Regions from separate parts of the Mus musculus genome. Here regions 1 and 3 are each linked to region 2. The links are chromatin contacts, called in public promoter capture Hi-C maps. All regions are on one chromosome and are shown on one strand. Each heading gives the region's core, a stretch centred on a gene start, on an enhancer-like site or on the middle of the called end of the contact. The rest is flanking DNA. Distances are from core to core; before and after follow the strand shown.

Region 1 (4,405 bases), core at 1,449-3,948, 2.1 Mb after region 2:
GTGCCTGAGCCAGGTCTGGTGACTCAGAAATATAATCTCATCCGGCTACCATGTAGGCTGAGGCAGGATGGTCTCAGGTTTAAGGTTTGTCTGGCTTGCAGCATAAGAATAAGGCCAGTCTGGAGAACTAGGGGAAACCTGTCTGCAAATGGAAAATACTAAAAGTGCTGACAGGCTGATAAGATGCCTTAGTGCAGGGCTGGAGAGATGGTTCAGCGGTTAAGAGCACTGACTGCTCTTCCAGAGGTCCTGAGTTCAATTCCCAGCAACCACATGGTGCCTCACAACCATCTGTTATGGGATCTGATGCCTTCTTCTGGTGTATCTCAAGACAATTACAGTGTACTCACATATATAAAATAAATAAATCGTTTAACAACAACAACAACAACAAAAGATGCCTTTGTGGGTAAAGGTGCTTGCCACTAAAATAGGACTGAAGTCTTACTTCCCAGGCCCCAAATGGTGGAAGGAGAGTTGCCCTCTGACCTCTACATAATAAATAAAATGTAATAATATTTTAAAGAGGTGGAGCAATTGAGCACACAGGACCTTGGACTCAACTGTAGTACTGAAGAATGAGAAGGAACACGGGAGTGGGGCATGGCATGGTGGCTCACATTGTTAATTCTAGCATTTGAACATGGAGCCAGGATTATAAATTCAACCTTAGCTATACAGTAAGTTGGAGGCCAGCCTAGGCTACAAGAGGCCTGATCTCAAACACATCGCACAGACCAAGCCAAAAGAAAACCAATCCTAAATTTAAAAAAAAGCTTCTGCCCCCACCTCTCAAACACACTTATTTAGACAGCACGACACGTGAGAAAATGATTCTCAACCTATGGGTCACGACCTCACAGAGAAATTGTTTATCAGACATCCGGCATATCAGATATTTACACCATAATTCATAAGAGCAGCGACATTACAGTTATGAAGTAGCAATGGAAATCATTTTATGGTGAGAGGTCACCACAACATGAAGAACTGTATTAAAGGGTCTCAGCATGAGAAAGGTTGAAATCCACGGCTCTATCACCGTGATAGGCTTTCCAGTTTGGGTCCAGAATGGATAGGCAGGGAAGTGTGGGATTGTGAGCAGACCAAACCTCCCTTCTAGCCTCCCCCCCCCCCCCGCCCCAGGACACTATGCCCCCCCCCCACACACACACACATGCACTCTGTCAACACGCATCCAGCATGGCCGTGAGCATTGCAATGATCACTGTAGGTCTTTAATTCACGTGTGTATCATCTTTCGACATGAAGCTCACTGAGGGCAAGACCTATGTCTATCTCTATTCTCAATCATTATTTTTAGACATTCTTTTGTGTGTGTATGTTTGCACTTGTGTTTGTGTGTGCACGTGCGCCGGTGCATGCACAGGCGTGAATAACTGTGTGCTCCTTTAGCCCTGTTTTATTCGTGTTTTTGTTTTTGTTTTGAAACAGTGTTTCCACTATGAACGTGGAGCTCACTGATTGGCTAGGCAGGCTGGCCAATGAGCTTCAGGGATCTATCTGTCAACCTTTTACCCAAAGCGCTGGGAAGATCGAAGCTCTCAATGGGTTTTGAAGTCGGTCCCGGGGAATGAACTTTCCTGTCTTGGGGGATGAGTGCCATCAGGCAATTTACCAACTGTGTCAGCTCCTTCAGTCATTATTAAATGTGAGAAATCGAGTGTGTATGTGTGTGCATGCACTCGCGCGCTGCAGGTCCTGGGGGAAGACTTGGGGGAATTAGCATCCCAGTGCAGGACCTTAAATTCTCAAGGGATTCACATGGTGCCAAGTTCACCATTTAAGTGTTTTCAACTACCGTCAATCTTCGGGTGTCCACAGTCCCTAGAAACAGGCAGAACTGTTCGCCTTAAAAGGAGCAAGGGGAACCAGCTGTGGTGGTGCACAGCTGTGACTCCAGCAAGAATTGCGGAGCCTGAGCCGGGTTGGTCGTCAGCTAGAAGCCAATCTGGTCTACATACATAGACCCTGTCTTTAAAAAATGAATTTTTAAATTGATTTTAAAGGGCTAGGCACACACCTTAATAGCTACACTCAGGAAGCTGGAACAGGAAGATCATGAATTTGAGGCCAGCCTGATCTAGGTATTCAAAACCAGGCTAGCCTTGGTATGAGACAGGATCTCAAACAACAAAACAAGAACAATCGAGATGGTTCAGTAAATAAAGGTGCTTGTCACCAAGCTTGTCGACCTCAATGCCATCCTCAGAACCCCACAGGGTAGGAGAGAATAGACTGCTGAGAGCTGTCCTCTCTGACCACACAAACACACGTGCGCGCGCGCGCGCACACACACACGTGGTAAAGAACCACAAGTAAATAAATGAATGAATAAAATGTAATTTGCAACATTATACCAAACCAAAAAAAAAAAAAAAGCAAAGCACAGAAAGAGTAGCTGTGCAGAAACGATCAGTAAGGAGCAGAGACCATTTCAAGCATCCCTGGACTTTAAACTCCAGCCTCAATAGGACACCCCTAAAAACGTGATGAATCCAAGCACCCTTCGGGACTGGAGGAGGGGGCTCTGTGTCTCTCTGCACCCGCCCACCTCGAGTGGAAGCTGCGCGCGCAGCGCGAGGGTCCTGCGGTGTCCCGGCTCCGCTCCAGGCCACGATCCAGCCCGGGTTTCCGCGCGCGCCGCCCCGCCCCGCCCCGCGCCGCCTCGGCCGCCACCGGAGCCGCTCGGAGCTGCGCGAACATGGCCGAAGTCGGCGAGGACAGCGGCGCCCGCGCCCTGCTGGCGCTGCGCTCGGCTCCCTGCAGCCCCGTGCTATGCGCCGCGGCTGCGGCCGCCGCCTTCCCGGCCACTACGTCCCCGCCGCCGCCGGCGCAACCTCCACCCGGGCCGCCCGCGCTGCCCGCCGAGCCCGGCCCCGGGCCGGTGCCCTCCACCGTCGCCACTGCCACCACCACCGCGCCCGCCCTGGTGGCCGCGGCCGCTGCCTCCGTGCGCCAGAGCCCCGGGCCTGCCCTGGCTCGCCTGGAGGGTCGGGAGTTCGAGTTCCTGATGCGACAGCCCAGCGTCACCATCGGCCGCAACTCGTCGCAGGGCTCGGTGGACCTAAGCATGGGCCTGTCGAGCTTCATTTCCCGGCGCCACCTGCAGCTCAGCTTCCAGGAGCCTCACTTCTATCTTCGCTGTCTCGGCAAGAACGGCGTCTTCGTGGACGGGGCCTTCCAGAGGCGCGGAGCGCCCGCCCTGCAGCTACCCCAACAGTGAGTACTGCGCCACCCTCGGGTCACCCCTCTCCGGACCTGGCCTGAACCCCCTGGCCACCCCTGACCTCTACCCCGCCCAGCTTGGCTCCTTGTCACTCTGTGATCTCGACCCTGCTCAACCTGAACCCCCCGCCCCCCGGTCACCCCCTGAACTCGCCTCCGCCTGGTCTGGCACCTGGGTCGAGCCTCAAATTTCTTACCGTTCCCACCGGGTCCCAGCCCTTGGTCACTCCCTCCTCCATCTCGACCCTGCCAGGCCCTAGCCCCTCTAATCTCGACTCTATCCGGCTCTGATTCCCTAGCCATCTCCCAGTCTTGATCCCACCTAGCTCTGACCCCTGGTTACACAGATCTCCATCCCACCCGGCCCAGCTGAGCCTGATCCTTAAGTTACTGGTGATCTCACCCATCACCTGGCTCTGACCCCGTGGTTGTCCTGATCTTAATCACGACCCAACTAACCCTGACTCCCCAGTTAACTCATTGGGCACTGATCCCTGGATGGGCCCGACTCCCATTCAGCCTGAAATCCTGTCACCCTGACCCTGGACAGGCCTGAACACTTGGGTCCATTCTAACCCCTTTCTCTCTCTCTGACTCTGACTCTGACTCTGTCTGTCTGTCTGTCTGTCTGTCTCTCTCTCTCTCTCACACACACACACACACACACACACACTTACACACACACACTTGCACACTCCCCAACCCCATCTGTCTTCCACTCCTCCCATGTTGGAGTTGGCTACCCATGATCTCCAACCCTTTCTGAACCCAGCTTATCCCTAATCCCACCTGGCCTCAATACCTGGGGTCACTCTTGACCCCCATCCTACCAGCCAGAAGCCGTTACCCCTGACTTCCCTTAACCTGAAGGTCCTAGGGCCACCCCTAACCCTTATCTCACACAGCCTAAGTCTTCAGAGGTCATCTCTGACTTCGAATGGTTTGAAACCATCAGCTCACCCTGATCTCCATCTTTACTTTGGGTCAACTCCAGACCCTCCAGCCCTGAAACACTCCCCTTCTCCGTGGTCACGCCCTGACCTAAACCCTGGCCAGCATCATGAGATACCACCCAGCCTGAACTAACACCACTCCTCCCCAGCCCATCGCCTTCAACCCTGATTCCATTTATACAGAACCCCCAGGGTCACATCTG
Region 2 (4,518 bases), core at 1,152-3,651:
AGAACCATGTGAGACCATGCTCTACTGTTTTGTCTTCCAGATGTATTATTTATTTACATATGTGTGAATGTGCACTCAAGTGCAGGTACCTGCCCAGTTCAAGGCCTGGATGTGAAATCACGGAGGCTAGGGGCTGCCTGATGTGGGTGCTGGGAACTGAACTTGAGTCCTCTCTGAGAGCCAAGCCCTTCATTTTTGGCTCTTGGTTCTTTGAGAACTGTGTGACTCAGGCCTGGGATTCCTGGTTCTCCTGTCTCTACCACCAGAGGGCTAGGGTCACAGGTATAGCCACCACAGCTGGGCAATGTCACAGATGCAGCTGTTTTTTCGCTTTTTCTCTTTCCTATTTGGGCACCATTTCACACACACACACACACACACACACACACACACACACACAGTACACAGCCTATCACATTCCCAGAGTAAGGAATCCAGTGGCCCCAGTGGGACCTCCAAGAGCTCCTAGGCTTCAGGGACACATTAGTAGTCCTGTCCCCAAACCCTGCTGTCTTGGAGTTTCTACTGCTGTGATGAAACACCATAACCAAAAATCCAGTTGGAGAAGAAGGGGGTTACGTGACTTACACATCCATATCACTGTCACTGAAAGAAGCCAGAACAGGAACTCAATCAAGGCTGGAGCCTGGAGGCAGGAGCTGCTGATGCACAGGCCATGGAGGGTGCTGCTGACTGGCCCGCTCCCCTGGCTCGCACAGCCTGCCTGCTCCCCTGGCTCGAAGAGCCTGCTTTCTTACAGGGCCCAGACCCCCAGCCCAGGTGGAAACCTTTTCCTACTCACAGTGTCTGGTTATGGTGCTTATGACAGCAACAGAAAGCAAAGGAAGCCATTATTGTTTAGTTTTCTGGGGCTTTTTGTTTTGTTTAGAGAAAGGGACATAGTGCGAACCCAGGCTGTCCGCCAACTCCTGTGGTTTTCTTCTTTGTTCTTTTTTAAACATTTTGCTTATTTAATCATGTATGTGAGAGGGTATATAAGCAAGTGAGCACACGCCACGGCACATTTGTGGAGTCCACACAGCAACTTTCTGGTGTCAATTCTCCCGTCCACAGTGTAAATCCTGGGGCGAGAACTCAAGCTTGTCAGCCTTACCGGCATGCACCATTCAACCACCAAGCCAGTGGGTCACAGCCCAGAGTGAGAACCACTGCTGACTAACCCATCTTCATAGCATCACCACCACCCTGTGCTCCCTTCCCAACCCCCTACCTCTGCCCTTTTTTTTTTCTCTAGTACAGACATACCATGTAGCTGGGATGACCCTGAACTTCTAATCCTGCCTCCACCTCGTAGGCCTGCGGGGCCTGACTTTACTTAGCAGCTGTGTCCTGTACCCAGCCTGTGTCGTATTTCTGTAACTCTCATCTCTAAACCTACTTAGAAAGAGCCTCAAACAATGTCTCTAGGTAAGAGCTGCTCACTAGCAGTAGTCAGAGGAGCTGGGAGTCCAGCAGGTCCCACCTGCGCCTGTGGCATTGACGCGCTGCACTGCCACCTGACTCCAGGCTCCCGGAGCTGCCCCGCAGTCCAGCACCCGGAGACCGGGCCTCAGGATCTGATGCTTCTCATTCATCTCCAGGAGTTTGAAGGCACTGCGGCAGCGGTAACTCTCCACCTTTGCGGCCTTCACAAACGGATCCTTTAGATGCCGCGTGAGCCACAGGTGCTCAGCGCCGGTCCGGCCCCTGTAGTGACACACTGCTGTGTGTAACCTCCGAACCTTAAGGGGAACGCCTACCAGCTTCAGATGCCTGAAATGACGAAAAAAGAGTTAGCGGGTGGGCATTACACAGAGAGGCAAGAAAGTCTTGGTTCAACCTTTTTGTTTCTGCATATGTATGTGCGATATGCATGCACGCATGTGTATTAGCATGTATGTGCACATGTGTCTGCCTGTGTATGGGGGTCCAAAGTAGAGAAGGGACGTCCCCTTCGCTTGCTCTCTACCTTATGTATTGATGTAAGGTCGCCAACCTGCCAGTCTATCTCGCCAGCTTTCTCCAGGGACCCCTTTTCTCTGCCTCCCCAGCACTGGGGTTACATTTGGTCAGCACACATGTCCAGTATTTTGTAGGCTCTGGGGATCCGAACCCCAATCCTCCCGAATGCACAGCTTTATCCACGGAGCCCATACACCTATTTCTATGTTGCAAGCCTCACTCACTCACGTCTGTACATGAATAAACATCGTACACCCGTGTCCCGCTCCCCGGGACGGAGGTCGCCAGCACCCCTCTGCAACACAATTCACTGAGCTCCCTACTACTGTCATCCACTCCGTTCCTGTATGCAAAGACGTCCTTTTAGCGCAGGCAGACGCCGTAACTCACTCACCCGGCCATTGCTGCTTGCTGGTGGTTTCCTCCCGCCGCCGGAAGTCCCGCCCTCGCTTCCAACGCGAGGCTCCGCCCCGGGAAACTTTGGCTGGGGCGCGAAGGTATGGATGGTCCCGGGCGAATGAGATCTGGGTGCGGGAGAGACGCTGGAGGTCGGGAGTGGGGTGCCAGGGAAAATCTGGGGAGAGAAGGGGTAGAAGGACTAGAGAGCAGCTTCAAACCCACCAGGAAAACTGGGGTACTGGGCAGGCCTGAGGTCGGGAAGACCAGGGAAACTACAGAGAGTAGGGAGCAGAAATGAGAGGGAGAGGGGACCTGGGCGGTAAGCTGATGCATGGGCAGTTTGCAGCCTGTCTGTACCGGCCATAGCCCCTGGGAGGGGAGGCTAGGGAACGGCATTTGCAGAGTGCCCCCTGCAGGCAGGTTCTGGGCTCTGCACTCCATGTGCATTGTCTCCAACACCTGCAACACTTGACCTCAATTCAGACCAAAGGTTGTCCAAAGTTCCCTGACACACATCCGATTTACCACCTATCACAGCTACCAGGACACCCTTGTTTGCTTCTAGGCTCTGCCATTTGACCTCGGAGCACTAGTTTTCGCCTCAGAAACGAAGAAAGTAAGTCTTAAACTCTGTTCTTAGTCTTTTTTTTTTTTTTTTTACTTTTTTTATTAGGTATTTTCCTCATTTACATTTCCAATGCTATCCCAAAAGTCCCTCATACCCTCCCCCCCACTCCCCTACCCACCCACTCCCATTTCCATTGCAAAGGGAAACAGTATGGGGACTCTGTTTGAAGCAATGCCAATCAACAGAGCCATAGCCACACCCATTCTACCTGATTCCAATCTATGTCCTCACTGCTCATTTCACTGAGACAAGGAGCTGAGCACGCTGGTGCACGCCTGTCATTCTACACTCAGGTGGTTGAGCGGGAAGATTGTGAGTTTAAGTCCAGAATGGAGAACATGGCACAACTCTGTCTCGTTTAAAATCCTTGCAAAACAAATCACTCATCTGTATGGAATGTGAGGACATTTGTCATCACTCCCTACATGAAAACAATTTACATAGTTTGCATGTAAAGTGGGCCGGAGGATGTCTGTAAGTTACAGGCAAATATGCCATTTCAAAGAAGTGATTTCATCATACTTTAATCCCAGTATCCATGGAAGGGTAAGGTATCCTGGTATCTGTGGATATGAAAGATATCCTGTGGATATCCTGTGGCTATGAAAGACAGCTGTATACAGCCGGTGCTTAATAAGAGATGGCTGACTTTGCTGAGTCAGGAAGCCAGAGGCTCAGGCACAGGCAAGTCAGAACACAGGCCAATGCTAAGCCCACTTCTTCTCCTGACTTACCTCAGCACCAGGCCTAAGCTTCCGGGTCCCTTTTCTTTCCCTTTCTTCTTATTCTGTTTTTAAATTTTAACTTATATTGTGCACATATAGGGTTGTTGGATTTTTTTATTCGAGAACGTATAGGGTTTTAAAAATATTTATTTTGGGGGGCTGGTGAGATGGCTCAGCGGTTAGGAGCGCTGACTGCTCTTCCAAAGGTCCTGAGTTCAAATCCCAGCAACCACATGGTGGCTCACAACCATCCGTAATGAGATCTGATGCCCTCTTCTGGAGTGTCTGAAGACAGCTACAGTGTATATAATAAACAAACAAACAAACAAATAAATATTTTAAAAAACCATCCAGAGGTGGTGTATAGCTTTTAAAAAATATTTATTTTTTATGTTCATTGATGCTTTGCCTCCATGTATGTTTGTGTAGGGGGCCATATCCCCAGGAGCTAGAATTACAGACAATTGCAAGCCACCATGTGGTTGCTGGGAATTGAACTTGGTGCCCCTGGAGGAGCAGCCAGTGCTCTTAACCACTGAGCAGCCATCTCTCCAGCTGGAATACAGGAGTTTTGTTAACATTTATACTATATGTGTGCCTGGTACCCAAAGACGCCAGAAGAGGGCATCAGAACAGAGTTAGACAGTCGTGAGCCACCATGTGGATGCTAGAAATGGAACCACAGTCCTCTGCAAGAGCAGCTAGTCCTCCTAACCACTGCCATCTCTCCAGCCCTTGTTCAAGTTCCTTTTCTTATACACTGCAGCCTCTTAGGAGGGTCCCAGTTTCTGTATACTGCCTTAG
Region 3 (4,687 bases), core at 1,548-4,047, 2.1 Mb after region 2:
TGAGTCTGAATTTGCTGGCTTAGAACTTTTGTTTTTAATTGGTAAAACTGGGAATTCAAAAATCTAATATTTTCAATTTGGTCCCTCTCTCCCATAGTCTCCTCTTAACGTCCTTCCTGGGTGGGAGGGGCATTTGGGATCCCTGATAATACCTTAGCTTGATTCTTAGGCTGGGAAAAGGTGGTGGGGGTGGGGAGGGGTGACCCTAGCTGTTTTCCAGGTCTCTCCTTGGATTCTGCTGTGTTCTTGGGGGGGGCGGGCAGCAGCTGTGCACGTGTGAGGGAGGGGCTAAAGCCAATAGTGAGGCGGTTCTTTTTCTTAACTGAATGATAATTCTGTAAAAGTAATTGGGGGAGGGTCTTCAGGGAGTATGTGTGTGTGTGCGTGCGTGAGAGCATGTGTGATTTTGTTTTGTTTCATTTTTTACAGTGGCTGTCAAGTATTTTCATGATATGTTTAACACTTAGTGCTTTAAAAGCAGTGGTACCCAATACGATGGGAATCCGAGTTCCAGAGATGGGACGTGCCCCACCTCAGTGAGCGAAGGTCCCACTCTGGAGGCAGGGGTAAGAAAGGCCTGCGGACCCACACACCAAGCAGCAACACCTGGGCGTTCATTTCAAACGGGATACAGTATTTTTTTATAACAGAACCATCCTTTTTTTAAACAAAAAGTTTTGACACCTGAATGTGATTTCTAACTATTATTAGACGTTAATGTTTTAAAGCTATAACAAAGTGGAAATTTCTACTTTCTTTTTCATTCATTTGAACTGTTCTTTTATCTATTCGGTTGTTGTATGTGGGTGGGGAAGCTCTGTTTTCTCCTCTTAGCATTTGTTTCTATAACCAGAAATAAAAATTATATATTAAAGAGATGTACCCAAGGGTATGAGTGGTCCCTGGGAGTGGGTGACTGTGAAGGGCAGACCAATAGATAGCCTGGACACGCACTACTGCTTCTGGTCCCCAGGTGTTTCCTTGCATGCCTCCCAGGTGTGCAGTCCAGGAAGCCATGGGGTGAGGTAGAGTCTTGCCGGTGCCTGAGCTCCAAGGATGCAAGATGGTGTACAGATGGCAAGAGCTAGCCCATCTCCCCTGACTTTTGACACAGGTCCACCGCTGGGCCAGGGTGTGACAAAGGGGGTGGCATTTAATTTGCAGCTCGAAGTTCCAGAGGGTTAGAGTCTATGACCATTGTGGCAGGGAGCGTGGCAGCAGACAAGCAGGCATAGGGTTGGGGCAGTAGCTGAGAGTTTACATATTGAGACAGCCGCTGCAGGACAGAGTTGAGCTAATGGGGGATGCTTTGGGCACTTGACTGCAGGCCACACCCCCTAACCCTTCCCAAACAGTTCCACCAACTGGGGTCAAAACATTCAAGTATATGAGCCCATGGGAGCCATTCTCACTCAAGCCACCACCCCATGGCGGCTGCCTCAGAGCCCCTGGCATTCATCCTGACACTCAGCCAGGTGAGAAACAACCCACTTGTCCCTTTTTTCTGTGTACATGTTTTTGGGTGTGACTGCACCTGTGTGTGTATTTGTGTGGAGGCAGAGGACAACCTCAGCTGCTGTTCCTCAAGTGGGGTGTGTGTTCACATGCAGAGGCATAGGCATATGTACACTGGCCACAGGAGACGTGAGCAGATCAGAGGACAGCCTTCAGGTGCCCACCCTCATGGCTACTTACACCTTGTCTGAGACAGATTCTCTTTACCATCTCATAAGCCAGGGCGGCTTATCCTCCAGCCTCAGGAGAGTCTCCTGCCTCCTCCATCTCCTGTAGGTGTGCTGGGATTACAAATCCTTACACTACTGGGCTCAGGTTTTATGTAGCTTCTGAGGACCCAAACTCAGCCTGTCAGGCCTGTGTGTCAATCACTTTCAGGTTCTGAGTCTTCTTTCTTGCCCTACCTCTTCTCTGAGACAGAATCTCTCGTTGGCCTGGGACTTGCCAAGTAAGCTAGGGCCGGCCAGCAACCCTTAGGGATACTCCGATCTCCACTTCCTCAGTGCTGGGACTGCAAGTGTGGGTTTTATTTTTATATGGCCACCCAGGGATGGAACTCAGGTACTCATGTTCACTTTTACCAGCTGAGCCGTTTCTACTTCTGCCCGTTTCTCCCTGAAGCCTTGCTTATTACTAGGCCATGAGCACTAGGTATTGATTGGCAAGAGCCAGAAAGACACGGGTCCAAGTGTCTTTCCCACTGTGACAGCTCCTCAGTCTACTACCAGTTTCCTTTTTCTGTGTGTGCAATAGGCACCCATCTCCCAACCCAAATAGGTGAATAGTGCCAGGGCCTCATCTTAAAACCCAAGACTAGCAAGACATTGGGTATTTCTGCAGCAAAGAGCCTGACAGAATTTATAAAACGTGTCTGCCATACAGCTTTTGCTAAGGATGTTCTTTCTCTGCCACCAAGTCGCGCCCCCAGCCTCTCACTGGGGTAAATCTAGTCACCCTACTGCTAAACTATGTGCCTGCCTAGTCTCTCCAGGTCTAGAGTCTACCACTGGCAGTTCCGGGATCAAAGGAAACTGTTTCGGAGCCAGGAGTTCTGGGTTCCAAGGACCACGGTTCCATGACTCCCTGGCTGCTGACTGACGTGGAGAGAAGCCCAGGAGCTAGGCGGGAACTGGCTTCTGTACTGCAATATTTTGGCCAAGGCCTCCGCCCCGCCCCGCCCACCTGCCGCAGGACCGGAAGCTGGTCTGTCTTTTGCGCGGGGGAGTGGGAGGGATGGCCCTCCCACGTGGTGTGGCACCGGAAGCCGTCAGCTAGCGCTCCAGATTCTCCCACGTGATCCAGCCAGGACGCGGGAGGGTGGTGGCGGGGGTAAGAGGTGGGGCGAAAGAGGGCAGACACAGTCCGGTCACATGACACGTCATGTGACACGATCCCGGAAGTCCGCGGCAACGTTTCGGGCACTGGTGGGCTTGGAGCCGTGTCGGCATGTTCTCGGCGGGCGCGGAAAGTCTGCTGCACCAGGCCAGGTCTGCCGATCTGGGGCTGGGGCCACGGGGCGTGAGACGAAGCCGGGGAGGAGCGGGGAGGCGGTGGTCCCGCTGCACGGTTCGGGTCTCCGTGTGGCGCCGGGTCCGGGGCTCAGGGCGACCTGCGTGGAATGTGAGGCGCACAACTCAGCTAAGGGATCCTCCTCATCGTGTCTGGGTCCATGCTAGTGCTGACCCTGCACTGAGAGTCTAGGTTCTTTCCCAAATAGCCAGCCCAAGACTTGGTGGTACGTGATTCAGCGAAGGAAACGACTACCCGAAGCCCAGACCTGATGCATTTGGTAAACTGAAAATGCAAAGGGACAAATCTGGACTCTGAGCTGGGCCACTCGTGGGGAAAGTTTAGAATGGTTAAGATCTCTGGGATCTCCCAGAGCCTGAAAGAGTTAAAAGTCTGGAGTCTACGAACAAGACAGTACTCCGAAGACAGAGGGACTTAATAGGTAAATGACCTTGCCACCAAGCCTGACTCTCTCGATTCGACCCCCGGGGCTCGGGGAGGAAGAAGAAAATCAACTCCAGCAAGTTGTCTTTGGATCTCCACTCGAGCACCCCAACATGTACATAAATAAATGTAATAAATTAAAAAACAAAGACAGTTTTCTTAAGATCTATTAGGAAAATGGTTGGTGACCCAGCCACACAGTCTCCCCATGGGCCCACAGCCCTCCTTTGCCTTCAGTACTGGGTGGGTACTTTTCATTTTTAAGCAGTAACCTTTTCATGCCAACACAAAAATAACGCTATCCTGTCTCATAGCATCTGTGGTTTATCACTGCCCCAGTTGGGTACAACCCTGGGCCATTTGTATCTCCTTTTGCTCACCCAGCCTGTTCTCTAGGTGCCTCAATAAGACTCTGGGTGGAGGATGCAGGAAACAAAGCAGGCGAGGGTGGTAGGAAAGCTACTGGAGACCTTCCTCGGCCTGGGACATGTGGTACCTGCAGAGACAGTGCAGAACCAAGTTCAAGTACCTGACAGACAGGCTCAAAATGGGGGCAGTTTGCAAACCATCAGCCCTGTCAGGACACCATAGTGGGACTGTCAGCCATGATTTAGGAAGTTGGGGGCTCTCTTCCTCAGCGCCCACAGACAACTGATCCATTTATTTATTTATTTAGAGATGGCTGAGACAGAGTTTTACTGTGTGGCCCCTGAAACTCACTCTGTAGACCAAGCTGGCCTCAGACTCACAGAGATCCACCTGCCTCTGCCTCCCAAGTGCTGGGATTAAAGGCGTGCGCCACCACCACGCTGGGCAATTCCTTCATCATGGCCCTTTATTTTGTGGTGCTGGGAAGGAACCCAGCATGCATGTAGGCAGGCACCCCTTCCACCTCTTTTCCTTCCTTTTAAGCTTGGAATAGAAGCAAGGAAACACATTTCCACACTGAAGCCCGGCTCAGTCCTAGAGTGTTTGTGTTAGGCCAGCGACATCTCAGGCTTTCTTACAGTCTTACAGCCGGGAGTCTTTGCTCTTCAGTGTGGAAGCTTTGCATTGCTCTTCTCCCAAGGCTCAGGGAAGCGGCTTTCAACACGTGTGAGTGCTGCCTTTGAAGTTGAGAGTACTTCCTTATTATGTAAGGCCCTGGGGGTGGGGGGAGCCAGGCAAACACCTTGGGAAGATAAGGAAAGGGGATCAAGAGTTTGAGTCTGGGCTATGT

Evidence for each region. Promoter capture Hi-C pulls out the DNA fragments that hold promoters and counts their contacts.
Region 1: a promoter capture Hi-C map of liver shows a contact between it and region 2, with 5 times the contacts expected there. The contact joins the promoter of Foxk1 here to the promoter of Mrm2 in region 2. A contact is called at or near these places in 6 of 39 promoter capture datasets (the 3T3-L1 cell line, liver, maxillary cranial neural crest and 2 more), 1 of 115 datasets of contacts at active chromatin or transcription factors (astrocytes) and 1 of 9 other capture datasets (liver).
Region 3: a contact with region 2 is called in a promoter capture Hi-C map of pre-B cells, with 5 times the contacts expected there. The contact joins the promoter of Ap5z1 here to the promoter of Mrm2 in region 2. A contact is called at or near these places in 4 of 39 promoter capture datasets (hippocampal neurons, liver and pre-B cells).

Annotation. Positions count from the first base shown.
Region 1 is chr5:142,398,799-142,403,203 of GRCm38.p6, forward strand. It overlaps Foxk1 (forkhead box K1), which reads left to right and starts at 2,699. Exons shown (of 9, transcript NM_199068.2): 1 at 2,699-3,243. The coding sequence starts at 2,726.
Region 2 is chr5:140,329,497-140,334,014 of GRCm38.p6, forward strand. Mrm2 (mitochondrial rRNA methyltransferase 2) reads right to left here and starts at 2,402. Exons shown (of 3, transcript NM_026510.1): 1 at 2,357-2,402; 2 at 1,484-1,773. The coding sequence starts at 2,364. It overlaps Nudt1 (nudix (nucleoside diphosphate linked moiety X)-type motif 1), which reads left to right and starts at 2,364. Exons shown (of 5, transcript NM_008637.2): 1 at 2,364-2,459; 2 at 2,927-2,977.
Region 3 is chr5:142,461,134-142,465,820 of GRCm38.p6, forward strand. Ap5z1 (adaptor-related protein complex 5, zeta 1 subunit) reads left to right here and starts at 2,798. Exons shown (of 17, transcript NM_172725.2): 1 at 2,798-3,002. The coding sequence starts at 2,962. Foxk1 (forkhead box K1) reads left to right here. Exons shown (of 9, transcript NM_199068.2): 9 at 1-882.